Regions from separate parts of the Pan troglodytes genome. Here all the other regions are linked to region 2. Evidence: chromatin contacts called from public capture Hi-C data. All regions are on one chromosome and are shown on one strand. Each heading gives the region's core, a stretch centred on a gene start, on an enhancer-like site or on the middle of the called end of the contact. The rest is flanking DNA. Distances are from core to core; before and after follow the strand shown. Region 1 overlaps LOC129143652 (a long non-coding RNA gene). Region 2 overlaps CLDN11 (claudin 11). Region 3 overlaps LOC129143652 (a long non-coding RNA gene).

Region 1 (3,646 bases), core at 986-3,485, 380 kb after region 2:
TACCTGAGCAGTGTACACTGTACCCAATGTGTAGTCTTTTACTCATCAGCCCCTTCCTATCCTTTCCCCAGAGTCCCCAAAGTCCATTGTATCATTCCTATGCTTTTGCATCCTCACAACTTAGCTCCCACTTATGAATGAGAACATATGATGTTTAGTTTTCCATTCCTGAGTTACTTTACTTAGAATAAGGGTCTCCATTTCCATCAAGGTTGCAGCAAATGCCATTATTTCTTTCCTTTTTATGGCTGAGTAGTATTCCATGGTATACCACAATTTCTTTATTCACTTGCTGATTGATGGGCATTGGACGGGTTCCACATTTTTGCAATTGTGAATTGTGCTGCTATAAACATGCGTATGGAAGTATGTTTTTTGTATAATGACTTCTTCTCCTCTGGGTAGATACCCAGTAGTGGGATTGCTGGATCAAATGGTGGTTCTACTTTTAGTTCTTTAAGGAATCTCCACATTGTTTTCCACAGTGGTTGTACTAGTTTACATTCCCACCAGCAGTTTTGATTATGGTCATTCTTTATCAACTGCCTTTAAAAACAATTTCAGATGGAATGTCTATCCACAGTTTGTATCTATTCATTCCACTCTCTCACTTCTTGTTGCTAGGATACCACTTACTGAAATATTAAAAATTTATTTTTAATCAAGTTTTTATTCTACATGGCCTTAGGAAAAGAAAAAAAGCAAGGTCCATGCACACATAAAACAGTTTCCAGAATGACTTTGAATCTTTGGTAGTAATTCTAAAGTCTTCTTTTTTTAGTTTAGGAATTGAAAAAGCTGACTTTATAATTAAAATTGCAAGTTTTCACTTTGTGTATTAATTTGTCTAAGTGAAAGGGGAGGTCATATCACAGAAACCTTTCCTTCCTTCTAAAATGGCTGATTCATTTTGTCTGTCAAAGACAAAGTCTCCAGGGTACAGAAAAGGTCTTCCTTCAGAGACGATTCATCTTCATAGCCCTTATTTCTTAGGGCTCTCAAGTTTAAAACTAGAAACTGGAACAGTCTACTTTCCTGACTTCTAAAAGTTACAGAGATTAGAGTGTAAAAAAAAGTTGTTATTATTCTACTTATTTTTATTCCAATTAATTTAATTCAGTAATGTGTATTAAACACCCTCTATGCACAATTCACTGTACTAATCAATGCTGAGAGTGTTAAGATGAATGTGTGACAGTCACTGTCTTCAAGATGGTCATAACCTAGTGAGGAAATGGACAATACCCAGTACCAGTCTCCAAGGGAGCAGTTCTCCAAGGGAGCAGTTCTCCAAGGGAACTAAGTTACTCTAGGCCCAGGGGATAGAGTTCCAGCACTTACTCTGGGGTCTGCAGAAACACAGGTCTAGAGCCTGCATTGGTTGGGTGTGAACAATATGCAGCATCCAGTAGGGTACCAGATTAGCACCGGAAATGGTTACCACACGAAGGAAGACAATGTGTGAGAAAATTCATAGTTCGGGGCTCAGTTGGGCATTCCTAGGTGGTGCCTATGGTCTCTGCCCTGGACACTGAAGAGGGCTCAGAAGGGTGGACATTAACCCAAACCTGACCTGAGGTAGGCTGATCAGTACCATGGGGCAGGTTTATTTTCTGGGGGAGAGGGTGGAGTTTGAAAATGCTTTGTAAGCAGTATGGCAGTTGAGCTGGGTTCTAAGGACTGGTGAGACTTCATTAATCTGAGGTTACTAGAGGTAACATACAAAGTACAAAGAAGAGGTAACAAAATACGAAGGTGGGAGGATGCTGCTGTATTAAAGAAATGCTGATGCTGGTTGACAAGGAGTGTAAAAGACACACGACTGTGGGGTGAGGAGACAGTGGAGAGGGAGCTAAAGCTGGCATCTTGGGCCAGATTAAGAAGGGCTTTGGAATGCCATGCAACATAATTTGGACTTTATTCTGTATGTGCAATGAGGGTCTATCCAGGGTTGTTGAATAATGCAATGTTATGAAATATTGCCTTTTATTAATAAGCTGACTTATCAACTTGGCTTAGCAATATTTTTAAGGGATTTGTTTCTAAACTTGTCCTAGTTATTCTCCATTTTCCCCCTCAGATCCATTCTTCACCTTCTGTCTCCTACTCTGTGCCATAGGAGGCTTACTTCACCCAGGATCCCTTGGCCTCTGCCTTCCAGCAGAGTGGCTATTGGGAGGCACCAGCAGGATATTGGAGGTCCAGAAGAGACAGAGAGGGATGTGTTTGGTCAGTGGCTGTGTTTCTCCATAGAGCTTCAGTTCTTGTAAACTGTCCCCCGCTTTCTGCAGCTCCAGCTCTCACAGAGGTCTAGTAACGGCTTCCTTCTCCTGCCCCTTCCTGGCATTCCTCTCTTGCTAATCACCGGAGGCCTTACCATCCTTTATTATTTCCCTTAATCCTGCTGTTTACGGGGGTGGTGTCCCAAAGATCACCCCCAGCTTAGATGATTCACTAAGAGGACTCACATGACTTAACATATTGTTGTACTCATGGCTAAAATTGATTGCAGTGAAAAGATACACAGTAAATCAGCAAAGATAAAAGACACATGGGGTGATGTTGGGGGAAGCCAGGCACAAGCTCCAAGAATCTTCTCCCATTGGAATTGCACAGCACATGCTAAATTCTTCCAGCAATGAGTTGTGACAACATGCATAAAATGTTGTCTTCCAGAAAAGTTCATTGAGACTTAGCACCCAGGGTTTTCACATACCAAAATTCCAAACTCCCAGAAGGGAAGCAGATTTTCAGTGTAAACCACATTGTTTGCATAAATAGTTTAGGCACTGTGAGCTATTCCTATCAGGAAATATTGGGGAGGCCCAGCGTGGTGGCTCACACCTGTAATCCCAGCACTTTGGGAGGTGGAGGTGGGTGGATCATGAGGTCAGGAGTTCAAGACCAGCCTGGCCAAGACGGTGAAACCTCGTCTCTACTAAAAATACAAAAATTTGCCGGGCGTGATGACAGGCGCCTGTAATCCCAGCTACTCGGGAGGCTGAGTAACGAATTGCTTGAATCCAGGAGGTGGAAGTTGCAGTGAGCTGAGATCGCGCCACTGCACTCCATCCTGGGCAACAGAGCAAGACTCCGTCTCAAAAAAAAAAAAAAAAAGGTGGGACTGCTCACCCATCAGTTTGCTAGTCTGAGTGCAACTTAAAGAAAAAGGCAGATCACAAGACTCAGGGAAATAATCACTGCCCTCGCTCTGTATGACCTATCTGTAGTTTAAATTCTGTTCCCTGAAGGACAACTGTTTTCTACATTATATGGACAAATGCCCTCACATTGATACTGAGGGACCTGTCATTTTTTGAAGGTTTGCAAGTTTTGCAGGGTCTTCTTGGGAGTCAGCTATGCCTCTGCCCTTTAAATCTCTGCCTCCCATCCCAATTTGCGAAAACTAAAGTCTTTCGTTCACAAACGAACTACATGTTCCTTATTTTTGATAAAACAGCTGCATGCCAAACATGATTCCTTTCATCTCCTATACATTACAGTAGAGATTTAAAGTCTACTCACTGATGTGTTTTAATGGTGCTAAGAAAAATTTCTCAGATGAATAACCCAAAGCTTGCTAACATTTCTGTTAGAGAATGGGAATGGGGAACAATTTTCTTCCTTCCTTTAAAATCTTGCCCAG
Region 2 (3,592 bases), core at 450-2,949:
CTCTGAGACTTGAAGAGGAGGTGGGCTGGTCATGAATTGAGGGGAGGGACAGTCCAGGGACAGGAAATGGCATGTGCTCATTTGGTTTTGCCGATTATACCTGCACATAGAGGGCTTCATTTAACAACCTATGGAGGGTCCTTCTAGCTCTATTCTTGTCAGTGATTTAATTTCTCTCCGTTTTTTTCCCTCAGATGCTAGTTTCATTAGCACATTCTAAATCCTAATAGACAATATGAATTTTAAGAACAACTCTTGTTGCAAAGTGCGCATATCAGTGACAACAAATTAGTCTGGTAATGGGTTAGATATAAAATCACCTTCTTCTGAAACAAGGAATTCATACCCCCAGATTGGCATATCAGATAATGAATTTGAGGGGTAAGGATAAGGGGTCAGGTTTCTGTGTGGGTTGATGCCACTTAGTGGTGGGTACCTCCCATCTGGAGGCCTCACACTCACAATGACACCAGTAAGGTGAGGGGACATGAGAGGTAGGGCACCATTTTCCAGGATTGCAAAGGGACGGAGGTTTGCAGGTTCTTGTGAAGCCACAAGGGTGTGTGTGTGTGTGTGTGTGCGTGTGTGTGTGTTAACAGGAGTGAAAAGGCCACTGTAATTTCCAGAGAAAAATCTGAATGTGGAAATTTTGGTTCCAGCCACAAAGAATTTGTGTGCCAGCGTCACACGGAACACATATCAGCATCCGGTGCTTTATCTGACTCACAGGGGCCCCCTCTTGCAGTGCTCTATGGAGGTCAGATCTATTGTCTGACTCCCTTTCCAACAGGAAAGTCAAAGCTCCACAAGTAAACTTGGTTTGCAGAATCCAGGTGAAACCCTTCTCCTAGACACTTGCTGTTTGTTACTTTCCTCACATTCTCACAGAAGCCCCGGAAGGTTCTCTTGGGCTCTGAAGATGGCAGAGCCAAAAGGTGGGTCTGTTGTGTTGAGTGCTCATGTTTAGAAATTCTGGCCGTCCATATGAATGTCACAGGTATCCACAAGTAAGAGAACACACTAAAACAAACATACGAACCCTGGAAAATAGACGGATAAAAGCAAAGTATACGTAGTTTAAACAACCCTAAAAACAACAGAATTGTTTAGTTGAATAATCAGGGATATTGAAGGAAAAAGCAACCGGTGGTTTGAAACTTCCTCGCTGAATTTGTTTTTCTTTATCTTCTAAAAGTGGGTTGATATAGATAGGCAGAATCACAGAGGAAGAAAGCAAGGTGGGGCTGGGGAGTGGGTGAGTACCTCAGTCCCTGTTTGCCTGTCTGGAGTGAAACTATGGGGGAAGCGGGATATGGAGGGACCTGACCCCACCCAAGGAGGCTGCCCATTTCCGGACACTCACCAGAGTCCCCTCATTGCCCTTTTACGGCCTTGCATTTCCAATATTGTCTGCCTGCTTTGCTCCTATCCAGATTGGTTTCTCAGTGGATCACCACTGCCTTTGGGCTGGATGTTGTTTTGACTGGAACGAGCTAGCTCTGGAAATGTAAAGCTCATTGTCTCAAGCATGGCACCTGCTGATCTCCTCTAGGTCTTCTCACCACGGAGCCCCAAGTGCCTTGTTTCCCCTGTTGGCAGTGGTGGGAGGAGCACGGGGACTGAAGGCTCCCTTTGTGTTGCTCTGGACTGTTTCTGTCACTCCCCCAGAGAAGCCAGCGCTAGGCCTGTGCAAGGTCCTCAGGGTCACTGAATGGGGCTGAACAAACACACCTCATTCGACCAAAGAAGATGAGGCACCTCCTGGGTTTCGGGGGCCTGGGAACTGGACACAGTGTCACAGCTAGTCCTGGTATGGGAACTGTGAACACTGCTAATTAAAATCAGTTTTTCCTGACCCTGAAAATCTGTAATTATTTCTGTGAAAGCTTAAAAAAATTATGTCTGTTGTACAACTTTATCTTCTCAGCAGTTACGTTTAATGGTGTGAGGATTTGGTTCCTGCTGTGGAGGAAGAAATAGGAGCCAGTTGCTTCTAAAGCCAGATGAGTAGTACAGGAGCAGCAGGCTCTCAGATCTGTGGTGGATTTGAGGCTAATCTGTTTGTGGCTTTTCAAGAGTCCCTGCCAAGGCAGGAGGTGCCTGTGCCCTGAATTGTTTGATCTTATCAGTTGGAGTCAGATCCAACTGTGCTGAATCTGGAACCTACTACTTTCTAGCTGTGTGAACTGGGGCAGTTCCTTAATGTCTCTGGTCCCTTCCATAAAATGGGAACAATAACGCCTGCCTCTCAGGTTAGTAAAAACAGTGAAATGATGTGTGAAAATTATTTAGCATAGGATCTGGCACATGGTAAGTGCTCAATAAATGGTTGCTATTATTATTGTTATTGTTGGTTAGCTGGTTAAAAGAATACCCAGAGAGCAGCTGGGTATTCTTCCAATCATGTCAATTTCCTTCTTTTTATTTTTATTTTTTGAGACGGACCTTTGCTCTGTCGCCCAGGCTAGAGTGCAGTGGCGCAATCTTGGCTCACTGCAACCTCTGCCACCCGGGTTCAAGCGATTCTTCTGCCTCAGGCTCCCGACTAGCTGGGATTACTGGCATGTGCCACCATGCCCGGCTAATTTTTGTATTTTTTGTAGAGATGGGGTTTCACCATATTGGGCAGGCTGGTCTCGAACTCCTGAGCCGTGAGCCACCGCACCTGGCCAAGAAGGTCTTTAAGAACGTTTTTATTTTGGAAAATATCAGACCTATATAAAAGTAGAGGAATAGTATAATAAACCCCTGTGAACCCAACCTCCTCAACAGTGATCAACTCATGGCTGTAATATATGCTTCATCTTTCCACTTCTCCATTTCTTCCAGTCTTCAGATTTTTTAAAGGAAATCTTAGATAGCATATCAAGAAAGATTTTTTTCGCTATTACTAATGTAAGAAGTCAGAATAATTTAAATGATTTTAATGAAAATTTTGCTTTGTGCTAGAAATGATGCTTTTAAAAGTTCTTTCAGGGCTGGGCGTGGTGGCTCACGCCTGTAATCACAGCACTTTGGGAGGCTGAGGTGGGTGGATCACCTGAGGTCGGGAGTTCGAAACCAGCCTGACCAACATGGAGAAACCCTGTCTCTACTTAAAATACAAAATTAGCAGGGCATGGTGGCACACGCCTGTAATCCCTGCTACTTGGGAGGCTGAGGCAGGAGAATCACTTGAACCCAGGAGGCAGAGGTTGTGGTGAGCCGAGATCGCACCATTGCACTCCAGCCTGGGCAACGAGAGCAAAAATCCATCTCAAAAAAACAAAAAACAAAAAAACCAACCAAAAAACAAAAACTACAAAAATTAGCCAGGTGTGGCAGGTGCCTATAATCCCAGCTACTCAGGAGGCTGAGGCACGAGGATTGCTTGAACCCATGTGGCGGAGTTTGCAGTGAGCTGAGATCATGCCACTGCACTTCAGCCTGGGCGACAGAGTGAGACTGTCTCAAAAAAAAAAAAAAAAGAAAAAGAAAAAAGAAAAAGTCCTTTCAGTGGGAAGTGACAAAGCTTGAAAAAAGGTTCACTGGGGCCAGGCATGGTGGTTCACGCCTGTAATCTAGCACTTTGGAAGGCAGACGCGGGCAGATT
Region 3 (3,656 bases), core at 214-2,713, 270 kb after region 2:
TATTGTGTCTACACTTATAGCATGGATTTGCCCAGTGCTGCTGAAAGGATGCCCAAGGATGTCTTTCTCCTGAATGAAGTCTCAGTGGCATGGCAGTTTGGGAAACGTTGGCCTAAAACAGAAAACATCTTCCCAGGTGTGGGGGTGTTAGAGCAGCAGAACAATGCAAGGAACTTCAAAACTCCTGATGCCCAGACTATACCCTAGTTAGACCAACTGAGTCAGAATCCCCCGGGGTGGGCGAGACTTGAGTGAGAACCTACTGTTAGGAGAAAAGATGTCTTCTCTCATTGTTTCCATTTCCTTCTTGTTCTGGGCTCTGTGGGCAGGAGAGTGGGAAAAATAAAAAAGAGGATGAAGTGGGGCCTTTAAAATGTCTTGGAGAATAACCACCACCACCACCACAGGAAGTGCAGGGACCCCGCTCCCCCTAGTGGCAGTGTGCCGGAGGCAGCTGGAAGTGCCTGGCCGGCCTGGCCGGCCTGGGCGTTATGTGTGTTAGGAAAGCTGTGTGTCTTCTGCAGGCTTCCTTTTTATAAAATGTGTATTCTATTTATGCATATTTATTTAAATTTTATTGTGTTTACCTATTTATTTATTGTTTATAAATATATGCTTTCTGTATTTTTATATTTTATGTTTATATAAAGGTGTCCATTGTGGAGCTCTCTAACATGTTCTGAGTCTAGAGGAGGCAGGTGAAGGTGAAGGCCACACGGTGACCCCAGATGCCGTTCCCTGGGTGGGATCTGATGCCTTATTCTGAAAACGTGGGGCACAGTGGCCTGGCTTTCAGAGCAGATCTGACCTTGGAGTGGATTGGTCCCCATCCCTTCAACACACACATATACACACTTCCCCAGTTCCTGCAGAGCAAAGATATGCCTGCTCCTTGATAAAATTTCAGCATTGGTCCTGGTCATTTTTCCCATAAGACTTCAACCAGGATCCTTTTGTGTCTTTCTCCTTGTGTTTAAAGCCAACCACATGTATTTTGACATGTGGACCTTTTGTACAAAAAGCCGTGATATCCTTTATCCCCACTTGGGTAACATTTCCAGCCCTGGGATGCGGCGTGGGGTAGAGGGAGGGTGAATTCTGTCCTGAGGCTGCTGTGCCACATTCTGCTTGTTTGATTGGGCTTCTGCAACCTCTACTAAGAAATACACACTGCAAAGCAAGGTGAAGGGCAACAGCCCTGAGCACCACTTCTAGCAGGTGCGGAGAGAGATTCACAGCACCTGGCCCATGTGTCTTCCCACTCAGATACCAGTGGAGGCCCACGCACCATATGTCTGGATACCTAAAAGTTTTACATCAAGCTAAGAGACTGATGAATTAATATGTTCCGTCCTCCTACTTTCATAAATATGTGTAAAGATCTGAGAGGCCAAGCTCAGCTGCAGCCTTCTTGGACTTCTCAGAGTTCTCCCCAGAATGTGATGACCTGGGACAGCTAGGGATCCCCACTGGCAGCCCACTCACCCTCTTTTCCCATCCCCTGGCTTCATCCGACCCCACAAGGAGCCTCCTGCACATAGGCACACTAGCTTATCTATCCAAGCCCTGTCCACACGAGCTTGTAAACAGCCTCCTTTTGGGGACCACAAGGGCCTAGACAGATTTATAATGGTAGCATAGTCTCCATGTGGAAGATGGAGATGTAGAAGAGTCCTGTGTAGGTCTGGAGACATGTGAGCAAAGAATTACTGCATCTCAAGTATCTGGAATGTGGAGAGAAGGGAAGAAATGGGTTCTGGATGGGCTCATTCCATTTTCATCGCTATACAAAGAAGGATTTTTAAATTTTTTATGTTGGAATAATTTTAGATTTACAGAAAAGTCACACATATAAGCAAAGAGAATTCCTGTATACCCCTCACCCAGTTTCTCCCATTGTTAATGTCTTACATTGCCATGGTACATTTGTCAAAACTAAGAGCCCATTATTGGTACGTAACTGTTATCTAAATTCCAGACATTCTTCAGACTTCACCAGTGTTCCTATTGATGACCTGTTGCTATTCTAGTATCTGATCCAGGACACTACATTGCATTTAGTTGCCATGTCTCTCCATTTGCTTCTGGCCTATGACAGTCTTCAGTCTTTCCTTGTTTTTCGTGATCTTGACAGGCTTTAGGAATGCTGTCCAGGTATCCTGTAGGATGTCTCCTAATCTGGGTTTGTCTGATTATTTTGCTCATGATTAGACTGGGGTTATGGAAGGAACACTGCAGAGGTGAAGTGCCCTGTTTCTGTCCATGCGGGCTGCTGTGCTTTCCATCTCAGGTACAATGGTTCCCTGCAGAGGTCCAAACTCAAATGTCTTCAAAAGCCAGGCAGGTAATACAACTGAGGTGAAGAAGTGGAAAAGAGCAGGATCAAATGACAGAAAGAAACAAAGGGCAGTGGCAAAGCTGAGAGTGCTTCCTCAACTGAAAGGGCTGCAAATTCATGTTTTGTCTACAATACTCTGCTGGTCAAATCAAACATTCTGTAGGTTGGCTCAGGCTCCTCCACAGTAGAAACTTGGTGCCATATTCTTAAGCATATACGGTCATACAGACAAGCCCGAGGCTAGTCTTCCTGGGCTATACTAACCCTTTTCTCATGTCAGCAGCTTTTGTCCTGAATGTAGCTCCTTGGTAACATTTGCTTGGAAAGATCTGAAAAAGAGCCTTCACTTGGAAGCCAAGAGCTCTTGATCCCAGCAGGTTACTCACTTGTCAGTGTCCATGTAGCTGACTCACCTTAGGCCTAGATGTTAGAATCCATTTTCTTATCAACCTCACACAGTTATAGTGCAACATGAGTCATTTGTTGCACTTCTAAGAATGAGTTATTGAGCATTTCTATACATGCATTGATATATCAATCAAGATAGGCTAGGTTATGCTGCGGTAAAAAAACAACCCCCAGGTCTCAGTGGCTTAACATTACAAGTTACACTAGGATGAACATACATTGTCAAATTGTGCCTGTTGTCCCTTTTACTCTCAAAATGATCCAGTTTGAAATCCTAGTTCTCCATGATACTACATGTCCAAAGCAAGTCAGAAGAAGGATATGAAGACTCAAGCTGGCAGAGGCATCATCTTGACACGTTTTCACCAACATTTGGCAGTGGGAAGGGAATGTAGCAAATTGCACATCAACTTTTAAGGCTTCCACTCACAAACATTAACTGTAGTTAATCACACGGCCAAATCTAGCTTCCAAGGAGGAAGTGAAGTTCAATGTCTAGAAAATGAAAGCCAGAAATAATTTGTGAATAATACTAACAACTGGATCAGTTAGGATCAAATGTTTCATGTGAAAATCATCAAAACCATAATGGTATTTGGCAACTATCAATGAAGATGATGTTTATAAATGCTTCAGCTGATTTTGTCAATGTGAAGATTAATCTTATATGTCTACTTGACTGGCTTAAGGGATGCCCAGGTGGCAGGTAAAACAATATTTCTGGGTGTATCTCTGAGGATGTTTCCAAAAAAGATTAGCATTCGAATCAGTGGACTAAGTAAAGAAGCTCTGCCCTCACCAATGTGAGTGGGTGCCATTCAATAGTTTGAAGGCCTGAACAGAATACAAAGGCAGAGGAAGAGTGAATTCATTTCCTCTGTTTGAGGTGGGACCTTCGTTTTCTCCTGTC

The links. Capture Hi-C pulls out chosen DNA fragments and counts their contacts.
Region 1: a contact with region 2 is called in a capture Hi-C map of stem cell-derived neural stem cells, with 2.3 times the contacts expected there. The contact joins two enhancer-like sites. A contact is called at or near these places in 4 of 7 Hi-C or Micro-C datasets (blood, induced pluripotent stem cells and stem cell-derived neural progenitor cells), 1 of 1 datasets of contacts at active chromatin or transcription factors (stem cell-derived excitatory neurons) and 1 of 1 other capture datasets (stem cell-derived neural stem cells).
Region 3: a contact with region 2 is called in a capture Hi-C map of stem cell-derived neural stem cells, with 2.8 times the contacts expected there. The contact joins two enhancer-like sites. A contact is called at or near these places in 3 of 7 Hi-C or Micro-C datasets (induced pluripotent stem cells and stem cell-derived neural progenitor cells), 1 of 1 datasets of contacts at active chromatin or transcription factors (stem cell-derived excitatory neurons) and 1 of 1 other capture datasets (stem cell-derived neural stem cells).

Annotation. Positions count from the first base shown.
Region 1 is chr2:173,953,281-173,956,926 of NHGRI_mPanTro3-v2.0_pri, forward strand. All of the region lies in intron 4 of LOC129143652 (a long non-coding RNA gene), which reads left to right. Among named protein-coding and RNA genes, the nearest start is that of RPL22L1, 70 kb to the right of the region's middle. Within about 2 kb of position 2,236, at least 1 of the 24 cell types and tissues checked has an H3K27ac peak or open chromatin away from gene starts, as enhancers often do. A contact at or near this core is called in stem cell-derived neural stem cells, where this site is marked.
Region 2 is chr2:173,577,587-173,581,178 of NHGRI_mPanTro3-v2.0_pri, forward strand. The region is part of intron 2 of CLDN11 (claudin 11); the gene reads left to right. Among named protein-coding and RNA genes, the nearest start is that of CLDN11, 7.3 kb to the left of the region's middle. Within about 2 kb of position 1,700, at least 7 of the 24 cell types and tissues checked have an H3K27ac peak or open chromatin away from gene starts, as enhancers often do. A contact at or near this core is called in stem cell-derived neural stem cells, where this site is marked.
Region 3 is chr2:173,843,383-173,847,038 of NHGRI_mPanTro3-v2.0_pri, forward strand. The region is part of intron 3 of LOC129143652 (a long non-coding RNA gene); the gene reads left to right. Among named protein-coding and RNA genes, the nearest start is that of SLC7A14, 110 kb to the left of the region's middle. Within about 2 kb of position 1,464, at least 2 of the 24 cell types and tissues checked have an H3K27ac peak or open chromatin away from gene starts, as enhancers often do. A contact at or near this core is called in stem cell-derived neural stem cells, where this site is marked.